2 separate regions of the Sus scrofa genome follow, and region 2 is linked to region 1. A link is a contact called in public Hi-C data. All regions are on one chromosome and are shown on one strand. The core of a region is the stretch at or near the end of the contact, and the rest is flanking DNA. Distances in the headings are between cores, read along the strand shown. Region 1 holds the start of EBP (emopamil binding protein (sterol isomerase)). Region 2 holds the start of PPP1R3F (protein phosphatase 1 regulatory subunit 3F).

Region 1 (4,374 bases), core at 813-3,312:
GGCGACGCCTGATCCCCAACCCACGAGCCACTGAACAAGGCCAGGGATCGAACCCGCATCCTCATGGATACTAGTCGCATTCCTTTCCACTACTCCACAACAGGGAACTCCGGGATTGGCTCTTTAGAGTTGGCACAGGGAGACTGAGAGTCTCCATGCCCATTGGCCAGCAAGGCTGAGGGGCCTGGGTTTTGATTGGTTGTTCTGACTTGAAATGGGGAGAGGTGCAAATGGCTATAGGGCTGAGGAGCAGTGTATAGATTGTGATCTGCCTGCTGCATTCCAGGATTACGATGGAAGTTTGGTCTAGGAAAAAGATCTGATTGCTCCGCCTTTGAAAACGAGGGCAAAGGTGAGAGGACACAATGCAATGCTGATTCAACAGAAGATTGGGGGGAGGATAAACACTCGATTTCCGATGGGATTGATAAGCGGATAGGGAAATTGAAGACGAGACTCGCCGCAGATTGGCTTCCGCCCTAAAACGCCCACCAACCTTGGCCCTCCCCGCCTCTCCCACTCCTGACTGGGTCTCAACCAATAGAGAAAATGGCACCACACATGAGGGCGGGGTCGGAGGCACACAGAGAATTCCTACTGGTTGGGAGCAGCACTGGCCGCCTTGCGAGCCTCTCCATTGGCCAACTCCATAAGGCGAGGAAACCGTGAAGGGATGGGTAAGAATCACGGCTCTCTCGGACCCTGCGAGCTAGCCTAGAGAGACCTGGGAGGCTGTGGGAGAAGCCGCCGCAACCGCGCTGCTGGGTGAGTCCTCTCCGCCAGGACTGCCACTCCATCCCCTAGCTCTTAATTGCCAAATGACCGACCCTCGGCGCGCCTGCGCGAGACCCTTTCTCTCCGCCACCCGCCTGCCAACCCACGCCGTGCCTCCCCGCCCTCCCACGCGCTTGCGCAGGATCCCCGGCTACCGCGCTGTTGTCCGGACGACAGAAGATCCACCTTCTCATTGGGCAGCTGGAGTAGAGGATTCTGGTTTTGATTGGTGGTCTCTGTCTTTGACCCTCCTTTTCCTTTTTAGCGCCCCAAGCTGGGATCCTGTCCTCCACGTTCCTCTTTCTTGCAGGTTGGCTGCGGGTTGCACTCTTTCAGGAGGGATCGGGCAATCCCACACACTGAACCTGAGGGTAGTATTTCTGATTAGTTTTCTCTCTTCTGTCCTGCAGTTGTCAGAACTATGGGGAGGGTAATAGCTGTCCATTGAATGATGCAAGACAGAGACCCCTGCAGTGGGACCTAACCTGGTCGTTGTGTCTCCCCCAGCAGACTGTGACCCTTGAGGGCTGGAACCAGGCCTGGCTCCTTTGTCTCCCCCAGCCGTCTGTGACCTCTAAAAGCGTGGACCAAGCCTGGTTCCTGTGTCTCTCCCCACCAGAGCGTGACCAATGAGGGCTAGGATCTAGTCTGATTCTTGTGTCTGCTCACCAGACTGTGACCAATGAGGGCAGACTAGACCTGGTTCCTGTCTTCCCCTGCAGACTGTAACCAGTGAGGGCTGGGACCTGTTCTGGTTCCTGTGTCCACCACATATGGCTTCCGGAGGGCTGGAACAAACTTTCAGACTTTGCGTGGTCTTCCAGTCATGTTTTTAAAACAGCGTATAATTAATTGAGTCCATTTACATTTCTTATCATAACAGATTGATTTTGTGTGTGTGCGTGTGCTTGTGTGCGTGTGTGTGTCTTTTTAGGGCAGCACTGGCCTCATATGGAATTTCCCAGGCTAGGGGTTGAATTGGAGCTGTAGCTGTCAGCCTGTGCCACAGCCACAGCAATGCGGAGTCTGAGCTGCATCTGCAATCTACACCACAGTTCACAGCAACGTTGGATCCTTAACCCACCGAGCCGGGCCAGGGATCAAACCCACGTCCTCATGGATACTAGACGGGTTCATTACCGCTGAGCCAGAGGGGGAACTCCTAGATTTGATTTTATGATCTCATTCTGTGCTTTCCCTTTGTTTTTTTTTTCCCAGGTTTTTCCTCTTTCTTTGTTCTCCTTTCTACATATCCATACACAGCCCACAGCTGTCAGCCGACAAAGACATGACCACCAACGCCAGCCCCATGCATCCATACTGGCCTCGGCACCTGAGGCTGGACAACTTTGTGCCTAATGACTGCCCCACTTGGCATATCCTGGCTGGCCTCTTCTCCGCCTCTGGAGTCTTAGTCGTCACTACCTGGCTGTTGTCAGGTCGTGCTGCGGTCGTCCCACTGAGCACTTGGCGGAGACTGTCCTTGTGCTGGTTTGCAGTCTGTGGGTTCGTTCACTTGGTGATTGAGGGCTGGTTCTGTCTCTACCACGAGGAGCTTCTTGGAGACCAAGCCTTCTTATCTCAACTCTGTGAGTCCTAAGTTCTTCAGCGTGCTGTGGGAGGGAATTTCCTGGGCAGAGATTGGCTTAGATGGTCACCCACCCACTGACACTTTTCCCATTAATTAAATTTTTTTTTTGGTCTTTTTGCCTTTTCTAGGGCTGCTCTCATGGCACATGGAGGTTCCCAGGCTAGGGGTCGAATCGGAGCTGTAGCTGCCGGCCTACACCAGAGCCACAGCATCGTGGGATCTGAGCCTTGTCTGCGACCTACACCACAGCTCACGGCAACGCCGCGTCCTTAACCCACTGAGCTAGGCCAGGGATTGAACCTGCAACCTCATGGTTCCTAGTCGGATTTGTTAACCACTGCGCCACGACGGGAACTCCCCATTAATATATTTTTAAAATGTATTTAACTTTTTTGTCGCATATATATTCACATGGATCCAAAGCGATTTGGACCCATTTAAAGAAATATGCAGTGAAAATCTATCTACCTTCTATCTACCAAGTTGCCCCCAGTAATTGCTTATATTTCACACACATAAACCTCAGTTTGCTCAACTGTAAAAGAGGGAGAATTGTGGAGTTCCCGTCGTGGCGCAGTGGCTAACAAATCCGACTAGGAACCATGAGGTTTCGGGTTCGATCCCTGCCCTTGCTCAGTGGGTTAGCGATCCAGCGTTGCCGTGAGCTGTGGTGTAGGTTGCAGATGCAGCTCGGATCCTGCGTTGCTGTGGCTCTGGCGTAGGCCGGCGGCTACAGCTCCGATTCGACCCCTAGCCTGGGAACCTCCATATGCCGTGGGAGCAGCCCAAGAAATAGCAAAAAAAAAAAGAGGGAGAATTGTAATATCCAAATACACGTAAGACACTTAGAACAGGGTTTGGCAGGTAGTAGATACCTTATAACTATATCTTTACTTTTTTTTTTTTTTTTAGGGCCACTCTTGTGGCATATGGAGGTTCCCAGTCTAGGGTTCAAATCAGAGGTACAGCTGCCAGCCTACATCACAGCCACAGCAACACAGAATCCAAGCCACGTCTTCGACCTACACCACAGCTCACGACAACACCAGATCCTTAACCCACTGAGCGAAGCCAAGGATCAAACCCGTAACCTCAGGGTTCCTAGTCAGATTCATTTCTGCTGTACCATGACGGGAACTCCTTGTCTTCATCATTTTTATTTTTCTCCTTTTTGTAAATGATAACATGCTATATACACATCTTTTTCTTTTTCCCCTTTTTGTAGGGCCGTACTCAAGGCACATGGAAGTTGCCAGGCTAGGGGTCAAAACAGAGCTGCAACCGCCAGCCCTACGCCATAGCCACAGCAGCACTGTGCGCATTTGCAACCTATACCGCAGCTTGTGGCACTGTTGGATCCTTAACCCACTGAGCGAGGCCAGGGATGGAACTTGCATCCTCATGGTTACTATGTCGGGTTCGTGCCCCACTGAGCCACAATGGAAACTTCACTAGATACACTTTTGAACTTTGCTTTTTTAAAATGCCACTCAAATTCATAAAGAGCTTTGAAAGCATAACTATGACAGAATTAATTTGACTTTTTCAGGATTGATAGGCATCTCCCCCCATCTTTGGCTGTTACAAACACTACTCCTTTTTGACTTCATGAATGAATCTGCTAGAACATTCTACAAGTCTCTCTGTGGACATCTTCTTTCATTTCTCTTGGGTAAATATGGAGGCATGGAATGGCTGGGTCACATGGTGAATGTGCTTGACTTTATGAAAAACTGCCAAACTGTCTTCAAGAACGGCCGAATAAAAAAAAAAAAAAAAAAAAAGGGAGTTCTCTTCTTTGACGGCTCAGCAGTTAACAAACCCGACTAGGATGCATGAGGATGCGGGTTCCATCCCTGGCCTCACTCAGTGGGTTAAGGATCCAGCATTGCCTTGAGCTGGGGTATAGGTCACAGACATGGCTTGGATCTGGCATGGCTGTGGCTGTGGTGTAGGCTGGCAGCTGTAGCTCCGATTTGACCCCAGCCTGGGAACTATCATACGCCGCA
Region 2 (4,401 bases), core at 645-3,144, 660 kb after region 1:
TCCATATGTTTTTTTTTTTTTTTCTTTTTTTTTTTTAATGGTTGACAGGATTTGTTGAAGGATGAGAGTCTTGGGGCCAGACCAGGACATGGACAATGCCCTAACTCTGGGCAGGAAGGAGTCCCTGGACTACTTACCAGCTTGAACTTTTAGGAGTGAAAACAATAAAGTTCTATCTTGTTTAAGCTCACATTATTTTGTGGGTTCTCCCTGCCTCCTGCTATTTGCAACTATACATAATTGGTTCCTGACCCATGACCCCATTCTGGACACTGAGACCTGAGAAGAGGAGCCCACTGGCGGAAGTGCCTCCTTTCTAGGGATGCTGTGAGTCAGAGCCTTGCATACAGTAGGTGTTTAGAAAATAACCCAGGATGGAGGAGGGAATATATGAATGGCCATGTTCCTACAGGAGGTGGGATCTCGAAGGCAGAGTGGAAAAAGAGAGTGAGAGGACATGAGGAAGCAGAAGGAGTAGCACTCTTAGGAGAGGGAGCAGTAGGAACAGAGACTGGAGACAGAAAGATGGGCGGTGAGGCCACTGTCGGCTATGGCGTTTGAGTCAGGCAAGAATGACAGGGATTTGATCTGTGATAGTCAATGTCTGCCAACATGGCCAACCAACTCCCGGCTGCATACAGTCACGCTCAGAGTTAGAAAAAGCTAATTTTCAAAAAAAAAAAAAAACAAAAAAAAACCCCAAAACCTCAATCTCTCCTTCATTCAACAATGGTGCCAAATCCTGGAGAACACTGAGAATGATAATCAGGGGCATTCTCGGCTAGTGGTACTGCCCAAGCTAAGGTTCGGAGGTGGGCAGGGGAGAACCAGCAACTGTGACCGCAAAGTCCGTTTTGCTTTCTTGATCTCACACTAGGGTACGGTCTAGGTTCTTGGGGGCTCTCGGCATTCACAGCCCTGGGGCAAAAGGGAGTGGTCATGGAGGGTTAAGGAGAAGGTAAAACCATCCACGAGAGGTACACTTTTCCTAAAGGCTGCCTGCACTCTACGGTTCTGTAGCCCGACCACCCTACAACCTAGACTACCTACGCACCATCCTCTCCTCCGGCCTCCTTATTGGCTGCTCATCCTCTCCTTCACACCACCTACAACACCCTCGTTGGCTCTGCTCTTTGCCGTCCCACCTCCGGATCCTTCGGTCCCGCTATGCTTTCTAGCTTTGGTATTGGTTCACCCCGTTCCAGCACCCTTTGACGTCTCAACAGTCTTCACTCTGGCTCCTCCATTGGCTAACCGCCATCTCTCTTTCCTGCTCCCGCCTTCGCCGCCTACCCATTGGCTTTCCCCCTTCAGTCCCGCCTCCCGGGCAACTCACACACCGCCTCTCGGTCACTTCTAGTCTCCGCAGTGGCTAGTTCAGCCCTGGCACCGCCCCTTGAAGGCGTAGTGCACATTCACAGGACTCCTCATTGGCTCGCTGCAGCCATTAGCGTCATCTCTTCCGTACGCCACAGGCGCGCGACTCCCCATTGGCTCTTCGCTGTCTCTAGCTTCCATCCCACCACCTACGCAACCCACGGATCTCCTGCTTTTCTGGTCTCTCCGTTCGCTTCCGCTGCCCCCCATCGCCTGAAACCATTCCATTTTCCCCGGCGCCCATACACCGCTCCCGCTTCCCTATTATCTGTCCTACGACTGCTCTCTTCATCCCGGACCCCGCCCCCCCATTCAGGCCTCCCCATTGATTCCCCGATCATCCCGCCTCCTACACCGCCCACTCTCGGGCATCCCCATTGGCTGCGCGCTTCCCCTGCACGCGCTTCACCGCCTACGTCACGCGTGCGCGGCTCCTCATTGGCTCTCCGCTACACCTGTCTTCGTCTCGCCGCCTACGCCCCCCGTGAGTCGTACCCCCCCGCGCTGGCCTTCCCATTGGCTGCTCGCCCCTTCAGGCCCTGCCCCCGCCGGTCCCGCCGCCGGTGCCGTCGGTGCCGCCGCCGCCGCCGATATGGCGCGCACGGCCCCTGTGGAGCCCCCGCTGCGGCATCCCGCGCCCCCCTCGCCGGCCGCGGGCGAGCCCCGCACCTCAGTCGAGGTAGCGGTGGCCCCGCGGCGGGTGCTGTTCGCCGATGAGGCCCTGGGGCTGCCGCTGGCGCAGCTGCGCCGCTACCGGCCGTGGGGCGGGCCCGGGGCGGGCAAGATGGCGGCGGCGGCCGGGCAAGATGGCGACGGCGGCGGGGCTGACGAGGACGACGATGGCGAGGATGGGGATGAAGGGGAGGAGGAAGAGGAGGCTTGCCCCGAGCCCTCGCCGCTGTGCCCCGTCCCCGCTGGCGGGGGTTTTACCTGGTGCCCACATTTTCGCTGCCGCCCGCGTCAGGCCGTCTGGAGCGCTTGGGGCGCGTCATGGTGGAGCTGGAGGCTCTGTTGCCGCCTCCCGGAGCGGTCCCCGGGGGTGCCGGGGTGTGGGTGCCCGGGGGGCGCCCGCCCGTGCTGCGCGGGTTGGTCCGCGTGCTGAACCGCTCCTTCGAGAAGGCGGTGCACGTGCGGGCCTCACACGACGGCTGGGCTTCCTTCTGCGACCACCCAGCGCGCTACGTCCCGCGCAGCCCGCCATGGGCAGGAACGGGAGGACCAGGAGCAGGAGATCCCATCCTGGATCTGGCCCTTGGCCTGGGCCCCGGCCAGGCGTCCGCCTCCTCGCCCGACGACGGCGGCCGCACCGACCGCTTTGCCTTCCAGCTGCCCTTTGCTGAGGGCGCGGGCGATGGGGCGCGCCTGGACTTCGTGGTGCGCTATGAGACCCCCGAGGGCACTTTCTGGGCCAACAACCACGGCCGCAACTACACAGTCCTGCTCCGGATTGCACCCGCTCCCACACCCACTGATGCCGAAGGGCTGCCCCAGCAGCAGCAGCTGCAGCAGCCGGAGCCACAGCCCGAGTGCCAGGGTCCCGTGGAGGCTGAGGCCAGGCAGCTGAAGAGCTGCATGAAGCCGATGAGGCGCAGGTAATGTCTGCCAGCGCCACCTCCGCCAACGCAGGGCTGTGTCTAGGATGGAGGACAAGCAGTCTGGCCCAGGAACCCCTCAGGCTTGCTCACCAGGACTGGGAGGAGGGCTCATTCAGTCAGTTAGTCAAAGAGTAATGGAGACCAAACGTGTGCTAGGCTGTGTTTTAATTACCGGGGTTTCATTCATGTATTGAATTCCACTGTAGAGCCCTGAACAAGACAGACATCTTCCCTGCCCTCCAGAATCAACAGGCTTTTATGAGAGACTGGAAAAAAAACAACCAGCAGGCGGATGAGCTACATAGGGATAAGGTTAGCTGCTGAGAGGAAAGGAGAATAGGAATAGTTGGGGAGGCAATAGCTGCTTAAGGCAGGGTGTTGGGGGAGGGCCTTTGAGGAAGTAAGTCCTGGATGCTGATTAGCAGAGTTAATGCTCAGGCGTGGGGGGAGAGTTTGTAGAAAAGGGAACAGGGAGGACTTTCTGAGGAAGTGCTGTTTCAACTGAGCCCTGAATGATGAAGAGGAATAGTTATGCACACATAATGGGAGCAAGGATGTTCTAAGGAGTAAGAATAGCAAGTGCAAAGGTCCTGAGGTGGGAGCAAGCCTGGTGTGAGTGAAGGGTAGTGTGTTGGAGCGGAGAGAACTGCAGTGAGAATGCTGGTGTGGACCAAGGGCCTTGCCTATGAGGCAGGGAATCTGATCTCCATTTGACAGCACAGGAAGCCAGGGTTCTAGAGGGAGAAACTGGTTGAGGAAGCGATGGCGCCTGGCTTTTCCAATTCGGCCATGTCTGACCTTGAGGCCTGTGCACTCTTTTTACTGTTTTTGCTCTTATCTGGTCTGTTAGCTTCTGTGGAGTTGAGGGGCTGAGCCCCTGCTCTCACGGGGAAGCTGTGGCTCTGGCTGAGGCAGAACCAGACGGGCCTGGCCTGGAAGCTCCTGACCTTTGTTTTTGCTATACCACCTGTGACCATTCAGGGCCTGGGAGGAGGAAGCAGTTAGCCCTGGAAGGCCCTGATAACAAGATTCTCCTAGGTTTTTCTCTCTCCAGCCATGGGTTCTTCAAGAGTAGCGGCTAGGCCCTGATTTGCTGGGGAGATCACCTCAGTCTAACGTGGGCTAAGTAGATTCTCCATGCGTTTGCGGGAAGTGCAGACATTTCCCTTTTCCGGGGAGGACTGGAAACGAGAATGAGAAAGGTGCTTTTTGAATCTTGGATATGCTCGATCAGAAGCCTATGGCTCCAGCAAGGTGTCTGCGATCCTGGCAAGGCCTCGGGCTGTGAGTGGTTCTGAAAGGTCGAGCTTGGAGCAGGTGGGCAGATGTGCCTGGGTCAGTGAGCAGGCAGACAAGTACCCATCTGCCAACCTGTGACCCCCCCACCGTAACTTGGGACTTCGTCTGAGCAGGGCAGGCAGCATGGCTT

What was found. A called contact is a pair of places that touch in the nucleus more often than the background predicts.
Region 2: a Hi-C map of liver shows a contact between it and region 1, with 3 times the contacts expected there. The contact joins the promoter of PPP1R3F here to the promoter of EBP in region 1. A contact is called at or near these places in 2 of 47 Hi-C or Micro-C datasets (heart right ventricle and liver).

Annotation. Positions count from the first base shown.
Region 1 is chrX:42,669,997-42,674,370 of Sscrofa11.1, forward strand. It overlaps EBP (emopamil binding protein (sterol isomerase)), which reads left to right and starts at 2,063. Exons shown (of 4, transcript NM_001167646.1): 1 at 2,063-2,363. The coding sequence starts at 2,063.
Region 2 is chrX:43,326,305-43,330,705 of Sscrofa11.1, forward strand. It overlaps PPP1R3F (protein phosphatase 1 regulatory subunit 3F), which reads left to right and starts at 1,895. Exons shown (of 5, transcript XM_003135095.5): 1 at 1,895-2,294; 2 at 2,297-2,969. The coding sequence starts at 1,970. It also overlaps a transcript of FOXP3 not described here.